2 separate regions of the Capra hircus genome follow, and region 1 is linked to region 2. A link is a contact called in public Hi-C data. All regions are on one chromosome and are shown on one strand. The core of a region is the stretch at or near the end of the contact, and the rest is flanking DNA. Distances in the headings are between cores, read along the strand shown. Region 1 holds the start of NANOS3 (nanos homolog 3). Region 2 overlaps IL27RA (interleukin-27 receptor subunit alpha).

Region 1 (5,710 bases), core at 1,850-4,349, 170 kb before region 2:
CAGACTGGAGGCCCCTTCAGCCCTGGAGAAGGCCTCAGGACACTTGGCGGGAGGAACACTCAGCCGCCTGCTGAAAGGCCCCAGGTGCAGACAGAGAGAAGGAGACAGACCCAAGGCCGCCTTTCACCAAAGGGCAGCTCCAGACGTGGAGGGGACAGGCGGATGGACATAGGGGAGATCAGGTGGCAAGGGCCAGACACAGGTGACCCCAGACAGCCAGGGATAGGCGCACACAGCAGGGCTGGGGACCCAGACTGATACCAGCCTGCGAGGGGCACAGTCAGACCCAGACAGGAGGACCCAGACAGACAGCAAAGGCGGGAAGCCTATACCCACCAGGACAGACGAAGGAAGACAGTCAGACCCCAGGTTATGTCCGGACAGCCCCTCCCCATAGGGTGGGGCTGGGGGCTGCGGGCCTGGGGCACCTCTCTTTGATCCCAAGGCCCATCCTCTGGCCCCAGCCCTGCCTTCCTGAGTTGGGGAGACCCTTACTAGGACCTACCTGAAGTAGGTCAAAGTCAAAGCCCTCAGGGAAAGGAGCAGCGGGGTCCAGGGAGGCCCCCTCTCCCACCCCCAGCGCACTGTGGCCACGGTGCCTTTCCATTACCTGGCATTCTAACCTCTTGGTCGTTAAGAACCGCTGAGAGAGTTCTGGTCCAAACTCTCAGAACCTCACCTTCCTCATTGATAAAACCTCCCCTTCCTCATTGATAAAACCTCCCCTTCCTCATTGTATCCTAGTAACAGGGTGATTATGTAAAGCATCATTATTAGAATTACTGTCCTTGTTGTTATTACCCTGGCCTCCTAACCTACCCTCCTCTCCCAGCGTTCTGCTTGTTAGGACCACTGTCCTCCCTGCAGGTGATCGCCTCTCCCAACACGCGCCCTGAGAAAGGCCTGGATACCCTGTGCCTGAATGAGGGAGGGCTCTGCTGGGCGGGTGGATGGTCCTTGGGAGAGGAGGCTCCGCGCGGAGCTCCAAACGGGTGGGAACCGGACTCGTCCCGGGTGGGCGAGAGGGCGGGCTCTGGGCAACGCGATCCAGGTGGGGGGCGGGTCTTACGGGAGTCGGCCTCCGAGGGGGTCCCCGGCGGACCTTCGCGGAGTTGAGATCCCTGGGAACGACCTTGGGGACGCGTAGGGACGCGGTCTCTGGGGGTCTGGGAAAGAGGATTTGAGAGGCCCTAGAGGGCGGGGGCTCCCGGAGACAGCTGTAGATGGGAGGCCAGCGGGGGTGGGCTCAGAGGGCGAGGCCCCGGGGCTGGCCTTGGAGAAGCTGGGTGGGCTCTTGGAGGACAGGCTTAGGAGGCGTGTTTTATGGAGATTGATTTTGGGGGCGGGCTACACGGGAGTCTATCTGGGCGGGCTCTAGAGGGAGGGTCCTAGGGTTGTGCCATTTGGGGGTGGGCTCCGAGGGGGCGGGCCTTGGGTGTGGGACTGGAGTCGGTGGCTTGCGAGGGGCAGGTCTCTGGAGGCTGGCTCTAGGTGGGGGTCTCGAGGGTGGGGCTCCGAGCGCCGCGCTGCCTCTGGCCGCCTCCGCGGAAGGTCATTTTTGGGTTTACTCAAGCTCAGCACACCTGGGGGCTCTGGTTTGCCTTAAGTGTTACGACAAGCGGTTCATCCTTTGGGGCTGGGGCTCAGTGAAATGGAAGGGGACTGGAAATTTGAAGTCCAGGCCGTTCTCTGGCGAGGGGGTGGGTCCCAGACCTCCCAGACCCAGGGAGGTGGGGAGCAGCCTCCCCTGAGACTGCGCGTGGGGGCACCCTAGGGGGTGGGCGGCTAACTCTACAGCGGTCCCTGGAGGGAGGGACGGGACCGGGTTTGAGGGTGAAGAAATGGGGAAGGGCAGTAACGGGGCAACCCTCGCGTGGTTATGCGCTTGGGCCCGGGTCTGATCCCGACAAGGGCCAAAGTTTGGAAGCCCGGGACCCCCTGCGATCCTCTAGCTTCGCCGGCAGTTGGACCCACAGGCGGGCTGGGCAGCGGCCCCACCTCGGGGCTCGAATTTGCAAAGTGCAGACTCTGACAACCCAACCCCCCCACCACCGTGGGTTGTTGTGATTATAAACCATTGTGTCCGGAACACGGTGAAGCTCACTGAAGGTATTACATTGTATTAAAATGACTTGTTTATCTCTCCGTTGCATCCATGCCCCCGGGGCCAGAACCACTTGGCCTCCAGACCTCTTGGGGCCACTCCGAATCCCTCCCCTGCCTCTCGCTAAGGGTGCCCTCTGGCCTGTTTGCCAAACTGACAATTGGAAGAAATATGCACCTTTGAGGGCCCTTTTGAGAATGCTTTGACTAAATGGGTTAGAAGCCCAGCGCCCACTGCTGCTATTTGCATAGCAAAGGTGACAGAAGTATCTGCTGTTACTATTACTTAGATTTATCTCCTTTTTCGGTGTCCTGGAGCAGGGAGTTGGCTCCTGCTGTTTTCTGACTTAATAGATTCTCTAAGTCTCTCATTGCCTTCCCCTCTCCTCCCTCACCCTACCCGGTTCCTTGACCCCCTCAACCTCCACTCCCCACCCCCAAGGAGTTGTCAAGGGTTTGGGGGAACATTCAACCTGTCGGTGAGTTTGGGCAGCTCAGGCAAACCATCGACCGTTGAGTGGACCCCGAGGCCTGGAACTGCCGTCCACCCACCCATCACGACCCCCAACTTTCAGATCTGGGGCAGGGGCAGGGGATCCCGAACACATCCCCTCCCTTAGGCCACAGCAAAGGTCACAATCAACATTCATTGTTGTCGGTGGGTTGTGACGGAGACCAGACCCACCGAGGGATGAATGTCACTGTGGCTGGGCCAGACACAGCCTCGGGGGAATGGGATGGAGGATACAACCCACCCCGGACTCCCCTCCTCCCGCCCCCCCAAACTGCTCAGCCAGAACCCGACCCTGACCCTGGCCTCTCACCCCTCGAGGAGGGCTGGTGTCTGCAATCCTTACAGACACAGGCTGGATTTGGGGGACTCAGTCCTGGAGGGCTGTGAACAGGAATTATAAGTTTAGGACTGGGCAGCTGAAAAACCTTTCTGAAAGGGATTAGGGGTCCCTGCTTCCAGAAGGCTCAGTGAAGCTTTCTTGAATGAATGAATGAGTGAATGACTGAGGTGTGTAGGTGGCACGTCACCTCTTCTCTGAGTTCCAGTCTTGGGCCCTGCTTTCTCACCCTCCTTACCTGGTACCTGCAGACCCCTCCTTTACCTTCAGTCGCCCACCTAGCCCCTGATGTCCGTTGATCACCTGCCAGTCTGTGTCCCACCTGGGTGACTCAGGGGCACACTGCATCCTCCTGAGATGGAGCACAGGTCTCATTTGAGAGGGCGATCAAGGTGCTGGCGAATGCTAGGGGTCTCCCCTCTGGCCCGTTAGCCCCACCTGTGCCTGTGCTCTCTTCTTCCCCATAATTCTCAGTCTCAAACCCTTTTCCACCCCAGGACCAGGAGAGACTGACCCCACAACACCTAAGGCTCCTGTAACTGGTGGGGGAGGCAGGCTTTGTGTTTGTCTTTGTGAATAACCTCAGGGCAGATGGCTTCAAACCCCAGTTTGTTCATCAGTTAAAAGGAGGTTCCACTGACAAGGGGTGTGAAAGCTCCCTGAGGGTGACCAGAGCCAGGGGCCTTGGTCCTGTCCCCCCCACCCCATAAGTCAGGCCCATCCTCCTTCCAAAGACAGCTGGAACATCAGCAGCTCCCCCTCCCCCTCCCCCAGTCCAGGAGAAGGAAGAAAGAAGTTACTAAGTTACTGGCTACAGCAATGCTAGTCTTTGGGGTGGGGCTTCCAATGCCCCCACCTGCATCACTCTGGTTCTCTAGGAGGCTTAGACAAGGGTAGCCCTCTCAATGCCCTCTGGGTGGGGTGTGTGGCTGCTTATTGCTGGTGCTCCCTGCAGCCTGTGTCTTGTCACGCCCCCTCACCCCTGGCCTACCCAGAGGCCATGCAGCCCCGTGGCAGGTGCATTTCTGGGGGAGCTGCAGCAAGCCCCCTGTGATGATAGGGAACCTCCTACAGCCTGCTCCTCCCTCTTCACACCCCCTTGGAGTATAAGGAGGGAACTGACAGCCCAGACTCCTCTGCTCCAGAGAGGGAAGGGAAGGGAGAGGAGGCAGGGGTAGAGAGACCAGCTTGGAGGCGGCTGGGTTTCTCCTCTCTTCTGCCCCTCCGCCTGGCACACGGGGCCCAGCCATGGGGACCTTCAACCTGTGGACAGACTACTTGGGTTTGGCACGGCTGGTGGGGGCTCAGCGTGAGGAGGACGAGCCGGAGACCAGGCTGGACCGCCAGCCAGAAGCAGCGCCAGAACCGGGGGGTCAGCGACCCAGCCCTGAATCCTCACCAGCTCCCGAACGCCTGTGCTCTTTCTGCAAACACAACGGCGAGTCCCGGGCCATCTACCAGTCCCACGTGCTCAAGGATGAAGCGGGCCGGGTGCTGTGCCCCATCCTCCGCGACTACGTGTGCCCCCAGTGCGGGGCCACCCGCGAGCGCGCCCACACCCGCCGCTTCTGCCCGCTCACCGGCCAGGGCTACACCTCGGTCTACAGCTACACCACCCGGAACTCGGCTGGCAAGAAGCTGGTCCGCTCGGACAAGGCGAGGACGCAGGACACTGGACACGGATCGCGCCGAGGAGGAGGCGGCGGAGGAGGTGCCTGTGCAGGTGGCTGGGGGGACTCGCTGCACAGGGGGTTCTGCCCTGGGCTGACTTAGAGCCTTTGAGAAGTGGGTTAACCCCTGGGCTGACCCACTTCAGAGGGTTGGGTGGGGGACAGAATCCATACATAATAGAAGCTTAGAACTGTGTTCTAGAACTGTTGCCCCAGTGGGTAAGCTAGGGCTGGGGTTCCCTGTGTGGCCTTGGGCAAGACACTCTCCTTCTCTGGGCCCATAGAGGGAACGTTTTTTTCAGGTGGAGGGTGATCTTAGCAGGGAGGCCGTGGGGACTAGTGATGGGGTCTGGCAACAGGTACAGCAGGGGCTGCAATCTTGTGCGGAATGTAGGCGCCATGTGACCAGAGGGAAACAACCTCACTTGTCCACTCATTCGCCAGGTGGTTTGTGAGGCTTGTCCTGTGCCAAGCACTGGCTGGGCTTGGCCCTCAGTGGTAGATAGGAGAGTTATAACAGAAACGGGAGTCTAAAGGGAGCACCCGAGCTAGACAAAGCGGTCCAGGAGGGCTTCCTGGAGGAAGTGACTCCTGGAAACCTCATTCAGTTTGGTGAAGTGCTGAAGGGAGTCTGGGCACTGGGGCTCATTAGGGAACTTGGTCAAATTCTGTGCGTCTGGGATGGGAGTATGCGTGCACGTAGGGTGGAGGGGAAGGTGTCAGAAATTTCGGGGAAAGGCTCCTTGCTGATCGCCTTGAAGAGTTTGGACTTGGGTACTAGGGAGCTGAGAAAGAGACAAGAGCAGGTCTGTGTGTTAGACTGTGCCTGTGTTAGACCTTGGCTAATGGGTTGGGCTGTGGGGGTGGATTCGAGGGGGTTGAAAGAAGTTGGTCCTCCAGGCAGAGGTATCCGAGTTGGCATCAGTTTGGAAGGAAAGAACCATGAGTTTGCTGTGTGGGGATCACCCCCGGAAGGGTGGCTGGAGGCTCCCTAAGGTCTAGACGCACAGCCACAGAGCGTTCCCTCCATCTTGCTCATCAAATTCGGATTCCAGTTATGCAGGTCTGCGTGAGGCCAGAGCATCT
Region 2 (5,871 bases), core at 3,147-5,646:
TAGCAATAAGTTCTAGGCTGAGATTTAACACTGCAGTCTGTCCTTGGTGTAAAGAACTTGAGACAGCCTGAGAAGGGCGTCGAATGAGAGATTAAGGATGGAGTTCCAAGACCATAAGAATAGGAGCCCCAGTTCTGGAAAATTCGCAGTTGGGGAAGGCTATATGGCACCACAGATTTTGAGAAAGGATTTCAGGAGCCTTATTTACTGTGATGGGTGGCATCAGGGCCCCACTCAGAGCCCAGAGTTTATCTCCCAGTCTCTGGCAGCTGCGTTCCTGGCCTGAGGGCTTTTTCTGGTCTGAAACATTTTGCCTGCCTCAACAGCTGGAAGTGCTGGGGATTCAAGGCCCTTCAGTTGCAGCCCTTTATCAATGACTGATAATAGTTGATGGACAGGTGGTTAGGACTCTTACAGCTGAAGGTCTAGGTTCAATCCCTGGCAGGGGAATGAAAATCCCATACCTGTAAGGCATGGTCAAAGAAGTAACCACAACAGTTCTGGGAGGTGCAGACGTCTCCCCCTGGTCTGAAGCAAATTTCCGTTCACTGGGTCCTGTGCATTCGGAGGGATATGATATTCATGGCATTCTTTTATTTGTTCCAATATACGCTTGACCCTTGAACAACACAGGTTTGAACTCTGCGGGTCTAGTTATACGTGACTTTTGTGCATAGTAAATTTTAACAGTGCTATCTGTGGTTGGTTGGATCTGCTGATGTGGAACTAGGAATTACAGAGTGTGTGTCAGCTGCTCAGTTGTGTCTGACTCTCTGCGGCCCCATGGACTGTAGCCCACAGGCTTCTCTGTCCATGGAATTCTCCAGGGAAGAATACTGGAGCAGGTAGCTATTTCTTTCTCCAGGGGATCTTCCCCACCCAGAGACCAAACCAGGTCTCCTGCATTGCAGGCAGATTCTTTGCCATCTGAGCCACCAGGGAACCCCTATTGAGGAACACAGATAAGGAGGGCATCCCTGGTGACTCAGTGGTAAAGAACCTGCCTGCCAGGGCAAGGGATGCAGGAGGTTCGAGTTCAGTCCATGGGTTGGGAAGATCCCCTGGAGGAGGAAATGGTTACCCACTCCGGTATTCTTGCCTGGAGAATTCCATGGACAGAGGAACCAGGTGGGCTACAGTCCATGGGGTCGCAAAGATTCAGACTTGACTCAGCAGCAGCAGCAGCAGCACAGACAAGGAGGTACAGACTATAAATTATACTGTATTCGGATTTTTAACAGAGTTAAGAGTTGACACCCCTAACCCCTGCCTTGTTCAGAGGTCAATTGTAGATCATTTTTTAGTGCTTTCTATGTGCCAGGCACTGACTAGAGTTGGACACGACTCTAGGAATATGGCCCTCGTGGCCCTAACTTTCTCATGAGGGGCATGCAGGCATGGATAAAGTAAATACTATCTATGCAGTGTGTCAGATGATGGTAAGTGCTGGGCAGAGGAATAACGTTAGGAAGATGAATGGAGAAGCAAGTGCTGTTTTAATTGGTTGGGGTAGGGGGAAGCAGTCAGGAAAGTTCTCACTAAATAGGTGACCTGTGAGCAAAGAGCTGAAGGAGGGGAAGAGGGAACCATGTGGCTATCTGGGAGAGTGTTGCAGATGGCATGGCACGTGCAAAGGTCCTAAGGCAGGACTTGACTGCCTCCATCACCTCTCTGGGTATGTCCTCCAGTGACTGGCAGCACCCGAACCATCACCCTGCCTGACCTTCACTGGGGTCCCTGCAAGCTGTGGATGACTGCCTCCACCATCGCAGGACAGGGCCCACCTGGTCCAAGCCTCCAGTTTCACCTACCAGGTAGGGGTCTGGGGTGGGACTACTATGGGAGGGGGCCTTGTTCCCCTGGAGGGGGGTTACATAATCCTTACTGAACTTCATTGGGTAGACAACTTTTTGACTTGGGGATGTTGATGATGCATTTTGATGCTGCTGAACACTGCTGTGGGTTAACAGGCAATGTGTGTCTTTGACCCTTTCACCCATCTCTGACCTTGACCTTCTCCCAAGTCCCACTCTCACTCTGAGCCTCCCCCTACCAATTCATGTGTGCATGCTCACTCGCTGAGTCATGTCTGACTCTTAGTGACCCCGTGGACTGTAGCCCACCAGGCTCCTCTGTCCATGGGATTCTCTAGCATGAAAACTGGAGTGGGTTGTCATTTCCTTCTCCAGGGGATCTTCTCAATCCAGGGATCGAAACCGAGTCTTCTGCCTCTCCTGCATTGGCAGGCAGATTCTTTACCACTGGGCCACCTGAGAAGCCCTCACCCCTTCATGAGTCCTGCCCATTTATCCACTTCCTTACCCGTTCCCTGGCCCACCCATGAGCCTTCCCTGGGCCCTCCCAGCCTTCTTGGTGTCCAAGTGTTCTTCTGCCCCTCCCGCTTGCCCTCCAGATAACACCCTGAATTGGAAGGTTCTGTCAGTTGTCTGTCTGCTGTGGGGTTTGCTCCTGACCGGCTGTGGTGTGAGCCTGGCCACCTGTGGCAGGTGAGGCTGTCAGACACACGGGTCTCTGCCCAGGTGGGGAGGGCAGCTGGGCATCACTGAGCTTGGCTTGGCAGGGGGGAGGTGGGGAGCGGGGGCGGGGGCTTCGGGGATAAGGGGATGCTGCTGCAGAGCTCTGGGACATTCCTGGACCTTGCCATCTGGGCATGGGTATCTAGCCACCCGGCTTCCCTGCCCTGACTCCTAACCTGCTTGCCAGGTGTGTCCACCTGCGGCACAAGGTACTGCCCCACTGGGTCTGGGAGAAGATTCCTGACCCTGCCAATAGCAACTTCAGCCTGCCGCACGTGAAGGTGAGTGAAAAGCCTAGCTTCTTGGGGCCCTCTAGGGGGTTGAGGAAAGCTGGACAGTGGGGGATAGTTGAGAACTAGGGTGGAGGGTATGAGGGGAAGGGGATTCCCAGGATTTAGTGGTAAAGAATCCACCTGCCAATGAAGGAGACGTGGGTTTGATCCCTGGGTCGGGAAGATCCCTGGAGGAGGGCATGGCAACCCACTCCAGTATTCTTGCCTGGAGAATCCCATGGACAGAGGAGCCTGGCAGTCCATAGGGTCACAGAGTGAGTCATGACTGAAGCAACTTAGCACACACACTCACAGGTACAAGGGGAACAATCTCGGCCTCTTCTCTCCCCAGGAGGTGCCCCAGGCCCAGCCCCCTAGTGACTCACCCATCCTGGAAGTGGAGGAAATAGAGCAGGTTCCAGTTAAGGAGCCCTCCCAGCCCTTGGCACCACTGGACTCTGGGTATGAGAAACACTTCCTGCCCACACCTGAGGAGCTGGGCCTTCTGGGCCCCACTGCAGGCTCCAGGCTACGGCCTGAACCGACCTCAGGAGAGGAGAGGGGAGCTCCTTTGACAGATGAAGACATAGAGGCTCAGAGCTGAGTCACTTGCCTGAGGACACCCAGCCAAGGAAGAGCTGAGACTAAAGGACCCCTACAGAGAAGGGCCTGGCCCTATAGGGAAAATGTGGATGGATGGGGGAGCAAAGGAAAAATATGTGATATCCAGAGTGGCAGCTACTCCCCAGATCTGTCCTGCTCCTATAACAGAACTGTAGTCGGATGCACTCCCAGCCTCCCTTGCAGCTAGGTGTAATGCCGGACTGAGTTCTCACTGGTGAAACATAAGCAGAGGTGATGTGCCAACGCTGGGTCTGGGTGGGGGCTCTTCCACATTGCCTTCCCTTTCCCATGAGCTGGAGCATTGATACACCCTGTGATACAGCTTTGACCACACCCAAGATGAAGGTAGAGCAAGAAACAAAACGAGAGTTTCCAAGTGATCCCATAGAAGTGTCCAAAGAAATAAATTTTTTTCACTTTTGATAGCTTCTCTAGCTTGAGATCTTTTTGTTAGAGCAGCCACATCTATTTAACTCTGACTGAATCTTTGCTTCTAGCAGAGTCAAGCCCTCCACTTCCCACCAGCAGACGGTCAGGTGGTCGTGGGCCAACCACACACACACTCACGCTGTCCGAATGCTTAACATTTTATTTTCAAGTATAAAAGGCTTTGTCACAGAAGAGGGCCAGGGTCACAGGCAGCGGGTGAGGGGTCCGGAAGCCCACGTGGAGGTGGACGTGTAGACCAACTGGCTCCCAGGTGCCACAGTCAGTCCCTTGGTGCCCCGTCTGCGCCTGGGACTGCCTGCTGGATGCCAAGAGGCCGAGGTAGCTGTGAGAGGAGCTGGGAGTCGGTGGAGGGCATGGATGGGCTCACATGACCACACAACACTGGCACGTCTTCTGCTTAGGGCCGCTTGCCTCTTCACCTTCTGGAGGGGCAGATGGCTCTGGCTGCCGGGCAGGCGCGTAGGTGGGCACAGGGCGGGCCCTGGGGTTGGCCCTGGGCCCCTCCATCTGCAGCAGTGGCTGGCACTCAGCGGGCTGATCCTGAGCTGACGTCTCTGCCAGGAGTGCGGTGGCGTCTCCAGTGGGGTGCTGGCCCTCAGCAGGAGCTTGGGGCTTCACTGCTTCCACTTCTGCTTCTGGGGAGCCTTCCTCCTTCTCCTGGGGCTGCTGTCCTTCATCCTCCGGCCTTGGCGCCTCCTTGGCTTCTGGGGGAGCCCCTGCCTCACTCACGTCCTCTGCCTGGCATTCCTTTTTTTCTTCTGACTCTCTCTGCTCTTCCTTGACCCTAAGAGTCTTCTCTGTCTGCAACGGCTCTTCACCTCCCATCCTCTCTGCCTTCAGTGAGTCCTCGTCTTCATTTTTCTCTATCTCCGATGGCTCCTCACCTCCGGTTCTCTCTACCTTCTGTGATTTCTCATCTCTTGTCTTCTCTGCTTCCAGTGGCTCTTCACCTCCCGTTCCCTCTACCTTCTGTGGTTTCTCATCTCCTGTTTTCTCTGCCTCCGAGGGCTCCTCATTTCCCATTCTCTCTACCCTCTGTGATTGCTCATCTCCTTTTTCCTTTTCCTCCAATGGCTTCTCACCTCCTATTCTTTCTGCCACCAGTGACTCCTCCCCTTCTTTTCTCTCTGCTGCCAATGTTTCTTGGACTGCCTCTAGCTTTTCCTCACCTCCTTTCTGCTCTACTCCCAGTGGCTTCTCATCTCTTCCCCTCTCTGCCCCCAGAGGTCCCTCAACTTCTCTTCTTTCGGCCGACAATGGTTCGTCACCTCCTCCGATCTCTGTTTCCACGCGTACCTCACATCTCTCTGGCTCCATGGAGTCCGGGCTTCCTTTCCTCTCTAGCGCCAGTGACGTCTCTGCTCCTTCTGACTCTGTGCCTGCCTTCCCCTCACTGCCTCTCTTCTCTGCGCCTTCAGGTCCCTCCACCCGCCTCCTCTCTGCCTCCCGTGTTTCCTCCTCACCTCTGCCCTCCACCTGCAATGGACTCTCATCCTTTTCCTCCCTTCCCAGTGACTTTGGCCCTTCCAACCCCTCCACCTCCAGCTCCTCCCATTCCTCACTGAGGGTCACTTTCTCCACCCAGATGAAGGACCCCTCCTCTCCAAAGACCCCCTGCCCATCACCATCAGGGCTGCTCCTGGGGGCACCTTCTCCAGGAGCTGCTCCCCCCGATTCCTCCCGGAGCCCCAGGGATCTGGTCTGCACGGCCTCTGGGGCCCTGCCTGCCTCCACCATGGGCTCCAAGTCACTGCCCTCTGTGCCCCCCACCCCCTCCCAGACCACCTCCACGATGGCCCTGTCCTCCTTGACCCACGAGGGGAGCTCTGGACGGCTGGCTTCCTGTCTGTCCCCGATGGCCTCCAGCACCATCTCCTCCACCTTAGCCTCCAGCTCCAGGCCTGTGGCCCCGATGGCACAGTCCTCCATGGGCCTCAACCCCTCCCACACCACTTTCACCATGCCTCCCCCTCTGGCCTCATTCACTG

Evidence for each region. Hi-C and Micro-C count contacts between places; a contact is called where the count stands out from the background.
Region 1: a contact with region 2 is called in a Hi-C map of blood, with 3 times the contacts expected there. The contact joins the promoter of NANOS3 here to the enhancer-like site in region 2. A contact is called at or near these places in 2 of 5 Hi-C or Micro-C datasets (both in blood).

What each region holds. Positions count from the first base shown.
Region 1 is chr7:97,195,970-97,201,679 of ARS1.2, reverse strand. It overlaps NANOS3 (nanos homolog 3), which reads left to right and starts at 3,099. Exons shown (of 1, transcript XM_018051680.1): 1 at 3,099-4,727. The coding sequence starts at 4,203. The coding sequence ends at 4,727. It overlaps MIR181D (microRNA 181d), which reads left to right and starts at 2,711; the gene lies at 2,711-2,840. MIR181C (microRNA 181c) reads left to right here and starts at 2,553; the gene lies at 2,553-2,645.
Region 2 is chr7:97,028,761-97,034,631 of ARS1.2, reverse strand. IL27RA (interleukin-27 receptor subunit alpha) reads left to right here. Exons shown (of 14, transcript XM_018051201.1): 11 at 1,689-1,814; 12 at 2,414-2,507; 13 at 2,725-2,818. PALM3 (paralemmin-3) reads right to left here. Exons shown (of 7, transcript XM_018051196.1): 7 at 4,006-5,871. The coding sequence ends at 4,247. Among named protein-coding and RNA genes, the nearest start is that of PALM3, 10 kb to the right of the region's middle. Within about 2 kb of position 4,396, at least 1 of the 5 cell types and tissues checked has an H3K27ac peak or open chromatin away from gene starts, as enhancers often do.